3 separate regions of the Mus musculus genome follow, and regions 1 and 3 are each linked to region 2. Evidence: chromatin contacts called from public Hi-C data. All regions are on one chromosome and are shown on one strand. Each heading gives the region's core, a stretch centred on a gene start, on an enhancer-like site or on the middle of the called end of the contact. The rest is flanking DNA. Distances are from core to core; before and after follow the strand shown. Region 1 has its middle 18 kb from the start of Adam30. Region 2 has its middle 21 kb from the start of Reg4. Region 3 overlaps Hmgcs2 (3-hydroxy-3-methylglutaryl-Coenzyme A synthase 2).

Region 1 (3,146 bases), core at 469-2,968, 64 kb after region 2:
AAACTGTCTTATGAGAGGATGCTTTGCTGAGAGCAGACAGGTGGTGTTTTTCAGGAAGCTGCTAGGGGTCAGGGGGAGGCACATGAGGTGTGGCTAGAGTGGATGCTTGAGAGGACATGTGATATTTGGAAAGGATACAAGTATAACCCAGCGGACACTGGACAATGAATGCTGTGGCATTGGTTCACCTTGCTACGCTTTGCTAGTCTTCGTTGGGCTTTGCTGACACTGGTCTTCACTGACGACACTTCATGGTATTGGCTCACCTTGTCTTCTTTGGTGAGCATTGTTTATTGTGACTTCCATAGGAAAAAAAAGGTGCCAAAGCACTTCTTGGGATATTCCAGCAGCTTCTTGCTACTTCTGCAGACTCGGGACAATTGGAAGAGCCTCTGGCTTTCTTCTGGATCCAACTGTGAGCTGAACTGCTGATATCCTGACAACAAAGATCAGAATCGCCCCAAAGAACCATTTCTAAACAGGTTCACTTCCCCGTGTCCTAATAACCTTTCTTTTCCATTACTTCTGGTGGGTGATAGGCTAAAACGGAGGTTGAAGCATTTAAGAACCTGTATTAAAGTAGGTTTTCTAAACCTACACAGAATCCCAGCACATTCACCTTTCAAAGGACAGCCCATGCCCAAGCCATAGTGTTCTTTCTCTGGCCCCTCGGGTCCATATCTCAATGCAAATATGTTTATTTCATCATCTTAGCCCCAACACTTTGTAGAACTACTCAAGGGTTCCCATCCAAAATTTTGTCTCAGACATGATGCAAACTCAGATGTGAGTGGTTGTAAAACAAAAACCAAATGCCTGCCTCTTCGATTCATGATGGGGCAGAGATAGGATGAACATTCATGTCTCGAAGGGGAGAAATAGGGAGGGAAATGGGAAAAGACGATTCAGAGCAAGACAGAAACCCAGCAGGAAACCATTAAAATTCAAGCCCGAAGCTCTGTGTTCTGTGCACGTGGGACTGGAGGGGACCCCATGCCTTAGGTTATGACACTCTAAGGCCCTGCTGCTTACACTGTTGCTCTCTTTGACTGCATTCTGACATTGGTGGCTTTCAGAAGTACATGCTGCTGGCCATTCTGCCTTTCTGGGATACTCAAATATGGTCCATTCTTATAGCTTAACTCAGTATAGCTCACTATAGTGAGAGGTCCCTGCAGGGATTATGACCATCAAGCATACTTTTGCCTGCCCATTCAGTCTTTAGGTTGAAACCTCAGTGGAAGCCACCATGAACCCACAACTCTTGCATTCTGTACACCAAGAAGACCCTCACCATATGCCGGCATGTCAGCTACCCCAGCCTGCTTGAACAATGGTCAGAATGGCCACAGAGCCCTTTCCCTTGGAAGACAGAGGGATAGGTTCCAACACAGATCAAAATAGAGTTCTAGGGCCTTCTTTGAAACAACTCCAGCCTGCCAGAGCTCCAGGCCTGTCATGGAAGCAGTAGCCTCAGAGATTCTAATATACCCTCAGATCTCCTTCCTGCTGTCCTGGCACAAAGCGACTGGTGCCCTTTGTCCTTGCCAGTCTCCTTAGAAGACGGGCACTCTGCCATGCTGCTTTGTTTTCTGACACACACTTTTCTGTTTTCCTTGGCTAGGCTGAGATTTTTCCAAAGCCTTTTGCTATGCTTTCCTTTGCTCTCAAATCATGCTAAATTCAGCCAAAACCATCCACAGCCCATTGCATAATGTTGTTTTGGAATTTCTGCCAGCAGAAACCTTAGTCCATCACTTCAGTCCAGACGTCTATGGAGTGGTAAGGGCGCAAATCACTATTTCTTTGTGGTGGTATAACAAGGGAGCCATTTTCTCCAATCGAATTCATATTCCTAATAGCATTCATATTTCTGAGACCAGTTTCTTAGTCCTCCCTGGAGTTACCTGCAAGGGCTCTGCATTGTAAGAGTCTTGGTCTTTTTCTCCTTTTCTCCACCACACTTCTCTAACATTTTCCAGCTGCCAGTTACAAAACCAATTACAGTAAGAACATTGAGGAACCAGGGAGCAGTTTGGGACCAGAGAACACAAGGAATAAGGCAATAGTGTGGGACCAGAGAATGCTGAATAAGCAGGTCTCTGACTCCAAGAGTCCCAGAAGACCAAGGCTGCAGAGAGCAATGGCTCCCAATCTCTCCTCTGTTACTCACTACCACATGGAACCCAGCAGAACCAGATGGATCTCACAGAACGTCACCTTTCAACTCAACCCAGCTGGGCCAGCAACTCAGCTCATAAGTAATTTTTTTGTCTCTTATTTTACCTCCTACTTGTGTCTCACTGTGGTTTGACTTTTGTTTGTCTATTGCTCAGTTGGGTTTTGTGTTTTTCTACTCAGTGCCCTGTAAGGTAATATTTACTATTCTCTTTAGCCACACCTCCCCAATTGACTCCTCCCCTTCCTAAGCCTTTTTATCTCTCTTTTAGCCTCATCTCCTCCTCCTTTTGCTTCTTAAACAGAAACTCCCACAGCTCTAAGTCTCTAACTAAGATCTGCAGACCCGAACAGTATCCTACCTCTCCCCTTAGCAACTTTACCTACCTTGATTTTTAATTTTTTTCCCGCAAGGTTATCTAATGATTAATCCTTAACCTTACCCACTTCACTGCTAATCCTATGAACTAAAATCCAAGTATATTTCATACTATCCTTCTTTTTTTACTCTTCTACGTTGTTTTAATTTTTTACTATTTTAAATGTGTGTGTGTGTGTGTGTGTGTGTGTGTGTGTGTGTGTGTGTGTGTGTACAGAGGCCAAATACCCCTGGAACTTCAGTTACTGGCAATTGTGAACCACCTGATATAGGTGCTGGGAATCAAATTCAGATCCTTTGGAAGAGCAATACATGTTCTTAATCACCAAGCCATCTCTCTAGCTTTCTCCAACAGCTTTGAAACCCAAGGGGCTACTGTTATTAATTGGTTAGTACTCCAGGTGCTTAGCGGTAGTGTCAGATAGCTGTGGCTGCTGTCCCCATTAAAATTCTACTCATTAATACAGAACTTAGAGCAGGCACCCAGGGCTCTGGGTCTGAGTAATTCTCTTCTGAACTACACACTCAACACTACTACATCCAAGTGTCTCATAAACATTATAAATACTTCAACAGAAAGATTATAAAT
Region 2 (3,414 bases), core at 622-3,121:
CCAGAATTGAAAAAGAACTAGGAAGGGGTGAGCTTACTCAACCGCAAGTCTTAGAGGCTGAAAAAAGTCTAGGCCTAGATAAGATTGTACAGAGGCTAGACGCTTCCAGGAGCGGGCCCAGGTTAGCAGAATGAGGCACTAAGTCTCCAGACAACAATTACAACAGGAGAATAACAGTTAATTTTACATGCTTTGTTTGGGTACTGGAGTACAGAGGGGACACCATGCATCCACAATGCATTTGACTGAGTGAGGAATTATTTTCCTAATCTTTCCTCCTTATTCCACTTGGGATGTTTACTTGCTATTTATTTATTTAATCATTGTTTTGTTTTGCTTTTGCTTTTTTTAAAGATTTATTTATTTATTTATTATATGTAGGTACACTGTCAGACACACCAGAAGAGGGTGTCAGATTTCATTACAGATGGTTGTGAGCCACCATGTGGTTGCTGGGATTTGAACTCAGGACTTCTGGAAGAGCAGTCAGTGCTCTTAACCGCTGAGCCATCTCTCCAGCCCTTGCTTTTGCTTTTTGAGGCAGGGTCTCACACTGCTGCTCTGGCTTGCCTGGAACCTGCAATGTAGATCAAACAGGTACCAAATTCATAGAGACCTTCTTACCTCTGCCTCCTTAGTGCCAGGATCAAAAGTGGGCACCACCACACACAGATATTTTTTGTACATATATTAATATCTTTTACTATTGTAACACCTACTCATAAGCGTGTGAGGATTCCATTTTGATTAGTAATGTACACAACAATAAAGATGTATGCTATGTCTTTATCGCACTTTTCTGCGTTACTCAGTTCTAGACCTATTCATTGTTTAATTCTAAACTCAGGATAGTCGGGTGAGCGCACAGTGAAACCAACAAACTAGACCACTCCACGGGTGGGAAGAAGGTTTATTGTAAATCTGAAACTTCTGCAGGGCTATCTCTCTGTGGTAGAGGATAGCCAGAGGCATTTGGAGGAGTCCAAAGCAGCCATGGCTGCCTCTCAGGGACATGGAAGGTAGCAAAAAGGCAAGGGAGAAACCTGCCAGTTATAAAGAGAGCAGGAAGCCACAGGGAGGGACGTGTGTCAGAACAGCTTGGGCGATGGCATGGGGCTTTGAGTATGTGCTAATAGAGAACCAGATGCTCCATTTGTCAGAGGTAGGGGGAAGATGAGGGAAGTGACTCTTCCTGGCAGGCAGAGACTGGTTCCACAGGCTCCTGAGGAATGCTGAATATACCAGTAATCCTCCTGTTTCAGTGGTACTTAGAGGCTTGGAGTTTGGGACAGAACAGGTAGGGAGATGGTTGGATTGATAGAGTGCTTGCTACTCAAACATTAGGACCTGAGTTCAGATCCCAGGGCATGGCCGTGTAGTCCCAGCACCCAGGAGACAGAATCAGAGGAACTGTTAAAGCTTATTGGCCAGGCTCTCTACCCTAATTGGCAAGCTCTAGGCTCAGTGGAGACCCTGCATCGGAAAATAAGGTGATTGAAGATGGTCTCTGACATTGACCTCTGGCCTCCACACAAGCATACACACGGACCCATTGACCTCTGGCCTCCACACAAGCATACACACGGACACACTTACAAAACAAATAAATACAATGTAACATTTAAAAATATCGATATGGAACAACCAGTCAGTAGGACATTTGCTATTCTCTAATGACGTATTCCAGAACCAAAAGAGGCTCTAATTCTAATCCACTTACAAATTAAACTTCTGCTGCAGATTCCTTTTTGTCTAAACTTTGTCCCTAAGTCTACGTTTCCAGCTGTCTTCATGGGGCCCACAGGCTGCAGGACAGGATATTGATCTTAGTCATAAACTCTACTATTGAGGCCTGTTTACACACCTGTATTTGTCTGTCCCCTGACTGCAAACAGCCTGGTCTGCCCTCCAGCAGGACACACGACCCGTCACTACTGTGTACATCCTTCTATTTTTATTTTCACTGTTATTTTGTTGTAGCCGTCCCAGTGACCTCAGAGGCTGACCCCGACTTAGGGAACTACATGATCCAAATACAAGTTGAACAAAAGAGTGAGTTGTTCATTCTAGGGTTATCAGCTAGTCCCCATGGACAAAGGTCAGCAGACCTACTTTGTCTGGCTTATACTTAGTTGAAAGAAATGAATTTGAATGCTAAAGTCCTTATTGCCCTGCATCGAATCACTGCACTTAGCCACATTGAACTTGACCTTGACGCGTTAGTTCAAGGGTCTCATTGTATAAAGAATTGAAGTCTGGAAGACAAGCACACATTGAATTAACAAATGGTTAAAATGTCAATGAGAGTTGGGCAGAGGCTGTGTGCTCTAGAAGCTAAGAGCAAAAGGCTAGTGGCATAGGAAAGGCTCCTGGGAAAGGGAGTCATCTCATCAGAAATCGTCAACAGAAGAGAGAGTTCTGGGAAGATGGCTTGGTGGTTGAGAGCGCAGACTGTTCAACTCTCCCTCAACAACACCCTAGTCAACCTGCTTACAACTGCCGGTTACTCTTGCTCCAGAGGATCTGACACCCTCTTCTGGATTTTGCAAGCTTCTGCAGCAACATGTGCACAGACATATATAGAGAGATCATTGAAAGAAAGAAAGAAAGAAAGAAAGAAAGAAAGAAAGAAAGAAAGAAAGAAAGAAAGAAAGAGAGAGAGAGAAAGAGAGAGAGAGGAAGGAAGAGAGAGAAAGAAAGAAAGAAAGAAAGAAAGAAAGAAAGAAAGAAAGAAAGAAAGAAAGAAAAAGAGAGAGAGGAAGGGAGAGAAAGAAAGAGAGAGAGAGAGAGAGAGAGAGAGAGAGAGAGAGAGAGAGAATGAAGACCTAGAGACCTTCCTGCCTCCATCCCACACAGCCACACAGCTTATGCAGGCAGGAGACACACAGAGGCCTGCCTGTCACTTTGCCACACAGTGCAGGTGAGTGCAAGACACCTAGAGGCTTACCAGCTCCATGGACTACCCGCAATGGAGCCACACTACAATGTGCAAGTATGTGTTGGACAGAAGGGAGAGAGAGAAACGGAACAGTTTGAGCACTGTGAAGAGGTGGAACTGCTGAGGAGTGGGGAGGGATAGCCTGTTATGAGTGGCCTGCCCTGCCTCCGGAGGCCATGATGACACCCCAGCCCATGCTGCTGCTGCTGCTACTGCACGTTAGGGTTCATAGCCATGCAACAACAGAGGTCTGTGTTGATGTCTGTGACTCGTATTACCACTAAAGGCCATGCAGACTTCCAGGCAGCCACCTGGAACCATGTAGATGTCCAAGAACTGTGCAGAGCTGGCCCCACCTCTCACTGGCTGCCAAACTCTAGAGAGCAGGCCCTGCACCTTGCCTGGGCAGCACAGTAGAACTGGCCCTGGTTTGCACGTGTTGGGAGTGAGGGGTGAGCCTACCCAAGGTCATGAGC
Region 3 (3,227 bases), core at 611-3,110, 68 kb before region 2:
AGGGCATCTGCCTGAACTAATACCTAGTAAAGAATTCTTAACTCCACATGGTGTCTGTGTGATCATTATCCAGAAAGGCCAGCAGAGGGCGCCCACAGGCCGCCTCTCTAGGTTTTGGCAGCTGACCAGCAGGGTATATAGAGGAAGGTTAGGGTCTTCTGGATGTGGCTAAACACACAGGTCATATGCTGCAGCGGTGTAGAGATTCCGGGTCTGGGGAGGAGGAAGTAGTTTGAAGGTCATGTGGGAGAGTATGGGGGCATTTCTTTGCAGTAGTGGCCCTTGGCCAATCACAACCTCCCACAAACTGAAAAGGCAGAATTCACGACCACCACCCCCTCCCCCATTGGAAGATCTCAAACCTGAGGTATCACTCATTCTAAGGAATGCCCTCCAGTTAGCTGCACTTGATCTAGAGCTAGTTTTATAACTGAATAATGACTTGCTTTTGAAGAATTCAAAGTGGCTACCTCCTGCACCTGCTGAGGTCCAGCCTCAGCATGAGGAGAGTCCTGAGAAAGCTGGGAATGGGGACGGTGCTGATTCAATAATGACTCCGAGTCAGTATTAGATGCAAGCTGCTGGTTCAGGTACTCTCTCTGTTCCCTGACGATTCTCAGTACTCTTTATTCTTCAACTTCAGCTTAATTGTAATACCCAGAGAGAGACTGAAGACAGCCTTTTATTTACTAAGGCTACATCCTCAAGGCTTTGGTCACTGTTAATAATTATCAAGAATTCTTAGATTTACATCAACTCTGAGTCTGGATCAATAGTCCCAGCCCCCATTTCCTTAGAGCAGAACTGAGCACAAAGCAAGCACACATTTCCTTATAGGTTTACACAGCCTGTTCTTCACAGGTAGCTGGGCAGAGCTCTTCCAAGTTTCATTACAGCAGACAGTAGTCTTTAGTAACTGCTTCCATGTAAGAATAGAAAAGTGACAAACTACTAAAATTAAAATGATTCCTTACAAAGTTTTGAATTTATGTAAGTAGAAAAATTAAACAGTGCTCTCTAATATCCTTCCAGGCATTGTCATCTCCAATTCTTCAATCAGCTAGAAAAACAACACTAACTTTTTATATGCTTCCACATCATCTCTTAATTCTCTAATCTTCATTTCCTTTTATAAAAAGATTTATGACACCAGAAGAGGGCATCGGACCCCATTACAAATGGTTGTGAGCCACTATGTGGTTTCTGGGAATTGAACTCAGGACCTCTGGAAGAGCGGTCAGTGCTCTTAACCACTGAGCCATCTCTCCAGGCCCCTAGTCTCCATTTCCTTATCCTAGCAATTCCATAGCCTCATGTACTCTCCTTCTAACACTATTTATTCCTAAATTATGTATAAATTCCTACTTTTTCTATCCATACCCTTTTTTTCCTGATTTCACTCTAACTCTCTATCCTTGAAGTCTCCAAGTTCATCCTGGCTAATCAATGCAGCAGTCATTGAACTGGAGAGTACGTGTTCTTCTTCATGATTCCAAATTCAAGGCCAAGTCTGGCAATGAACCACTTCTACAAAGGACCATATAGGCTTTTATGGCCTCTGTGGTTATATTGTCTAGATCCTTTCCCATGGCCCTAAAGGCCAAGTGGAGGGCCTGTTCCTCGCCCTCCATAACCTCATGACCATCTCCATTCCTCATTACTGAGTACTGCATCTATTTCATTTACTATGCCATGATTAGCTCTGAGTAATGGGGGGAAGTCTATTCTTCAGAGAGAAAGACTGAAAGTGAGTAGTAAAGACAGAAGATCAACTTTGGGCAACAGCAACCATCAGCACATGTTGGAGGGCATGGGATTAATGGCCTGGTGATGCTCCAGGGTCAGGAATTGTGTCACACCTTCCCTTACACAGCTATGCCAGACCCAGCACCAGCAGTCTTGTGGGCATGGCTAAAGACTATAAAGATTCTCCTAGGGGATCTTCTAGGGAAGAAGTCATTTGAGCAGAGGATGTTGGTGTCTGGGGAATCACTTTGGGTTGACTTTATGAAGTGAAGAAAGGTGTTTGCCCCCAATCAGTGCCATTTCTGATATTCTACCTTGTGACATCCAATCCCTGAAACTTGTAGAGTGGAGTTTCACTCTCAAGTATATCGGCAGTGAGTCGGGGTAAATGTTGGAATGGCATTATAGAACTGGCCTTAAATGCTAACTCCTGGACAGTCAGTTTGAATGAAGAGTATCCCAGAGTAGCCAAAGGAAAACCTCCTCAGGCCTTATATAAAGGCTGATGAGGAAAAGAGCAAGAGACGTGTGTGTGTGTGTGTGTGTGTGTGTGTGTGTGTGTGTCTGTGTGTGTCTGTGTGTGTCTGTGTGTGTGTGTGTGTGTGTGTGTGTGTGTGTGTGTGATGGCGTGAGGGTGGTTAGGTACTGACAGCCAGTGTGTTCTGCTTATGAGTTGAGGTTTGTCCTTCAGCTGCTGTGTGGTGACAACAATCATTCACTCAGCCAGCACCTTGACACAATTTTGAAATGCATTTTATTGAGGGATAGAACACATTCATGCCAAAGTGCACAGGTGGCTTCTTGGGGACAGGTGGCTGAACTTGATTTCTTATAGTAGAAACAGTGACCCCAAGTTTGGTAACAAGAGGACACTTTCAGGAATGGGTTATCTCTTTACCATGGGGGTCCCAGGGATGGAACTCAGGTTGTCAAGGTTAGTAGCAGGTGCCTTAACTCCCTGGGCCATCTTCCCAGTTCCACAGTGTTACTTTGAGATCATCCCCTAGTTGAATCCATGTGACTTCTGGTAGAGGAATACCAGGGCCCAACAATGGGACACAGAAAGGGGGGGCTGTCAAGACCCTGCAGAGAGCTCTTCGTGGGTTCTGTGTCCCTGTCTTGAACCAGGGGGACACTGGCTTCTCTTTCGTGTAGACAGACATGGCTGCAGTGACCTAAGAAGGGAGCACGGTCCTGCAAGAAGTTCTGGAAAGATCGAGGGTCTCATGTGCATGGAGGGGCTGAGGAGGGGCTAGGGCTGGATTAGCTGCTCAGCCTGGGCCTCGCCCGGCTTTACTGCTGGTGGTGGGACATGGCCGTCACCGCATTTCATGTGTGTGTTTGAGGCTCCTCGGCCAGCTGGCTTCCCTCAAGGTTCAACAGAACCTCTGTCCAGAGCTTTTTCTAAAAGACAATGGAAGACTAGAACCCCTTGTCCTTCCTATCCCTCCCCTGCCCTCTTTTCTCCCCTTTGCTTGTGC

Evidence for each region. A called contact is a pair of places that touch in the nucleus more often than the background predicts.
Region 1: a contact with region 2 is called in a Hi-C map of liver, with 2.3 times the contacts expected there. The contact joins two enhancer-like sites. A contact is called at or near these places in 6 of 484 Hi-C or Micro-C datasets (differentiating embryonic stem cells, embryonic heart, liver and 2 more) and 1 of 115 datasets of contacts at active chromatin or transcription factors (embryonic stem cells).
Region 3: a contact with region 2 is called in a Hi-C map of liver, with 4 times the contacts expected there. The contact joins two enhancer-like sites. A contact is called at or near these places in 1 of 15 datasets of contacts at CTCF or cohesin (stem cell-derived epiblast-like cells), 38 of 484 Hi-C or Micro-C datasets (3T3-L1-derived adipocytes, the AML12 cell line, B cells and 23 more), 5 of 115 datasets of contacts at active chromatin or transcription factors (the HPC-7 cell line, astrocytes, double positive thymocytes and 2 more) and 3 of 9 other capture datasets (adipose tissue, liver and pancreatic islet).

The regions. Positions count from the first base shown.
Region 1 is chr3:98,177,008-98,180,153 of GRCm38.p6, reverse strand. No RefSeq gene overlaps it. Among named protein-coding and RNA genes, the nearest start is that of Adam30, 18 kb to the right of the region's middle. Within about 2 kb of position 1,718, at least 31 of the 459 cell types and tissues checked have an H3K27ac peak or open chromatin away from gene starts, as enhancers often do. A contact at or near this core is called in liver, where this site is marked.
Region 2 is chr3:98,241,333-98,244,746 of GRCm38.p6, reverse strand. No RefSeq gene overlaps it. Among named protein-coding and RNA genes, the nearest start is that of Reg4, 21 kb to the right of the region's middle. Within about 2 kb of position 1,871, at least 11 of the 459 cell types and tissues checked have an H3K27ac peak or open chromatin away from gene starts, as enhancers often do. A contact at or near this core is called in liver, where this site is marked.
Region 3 is chr3:98,309,989-98,313,215 of GRCm38.p6, reverse strand. It overlaps Hmgcs2 (3-hydroxy-3-methylglutaryl-Coenzyme A synthase 2), which reads right to left. Exons shown (of 10, transcript NM_008256.4): 10 at 2,478-3,227. It overlaps Phgdh (3-phosphoglycerate dehydrogenase), which reads left to right. Exons shown (of 12, transcript NM_016966.3): 12 at 1-45. Among named protein-coding and RNA genes, the nearest start is that of Phgdh, 28 kb to the left of the region's middle. Within about 2 kb of position 1,860, at least 4 of the 459 cell types and tissues checked have an H3K27ac peak or open chromatin away from gene starts, as enhancers often do. A contact at or near this core is called in liver, where this site is marked.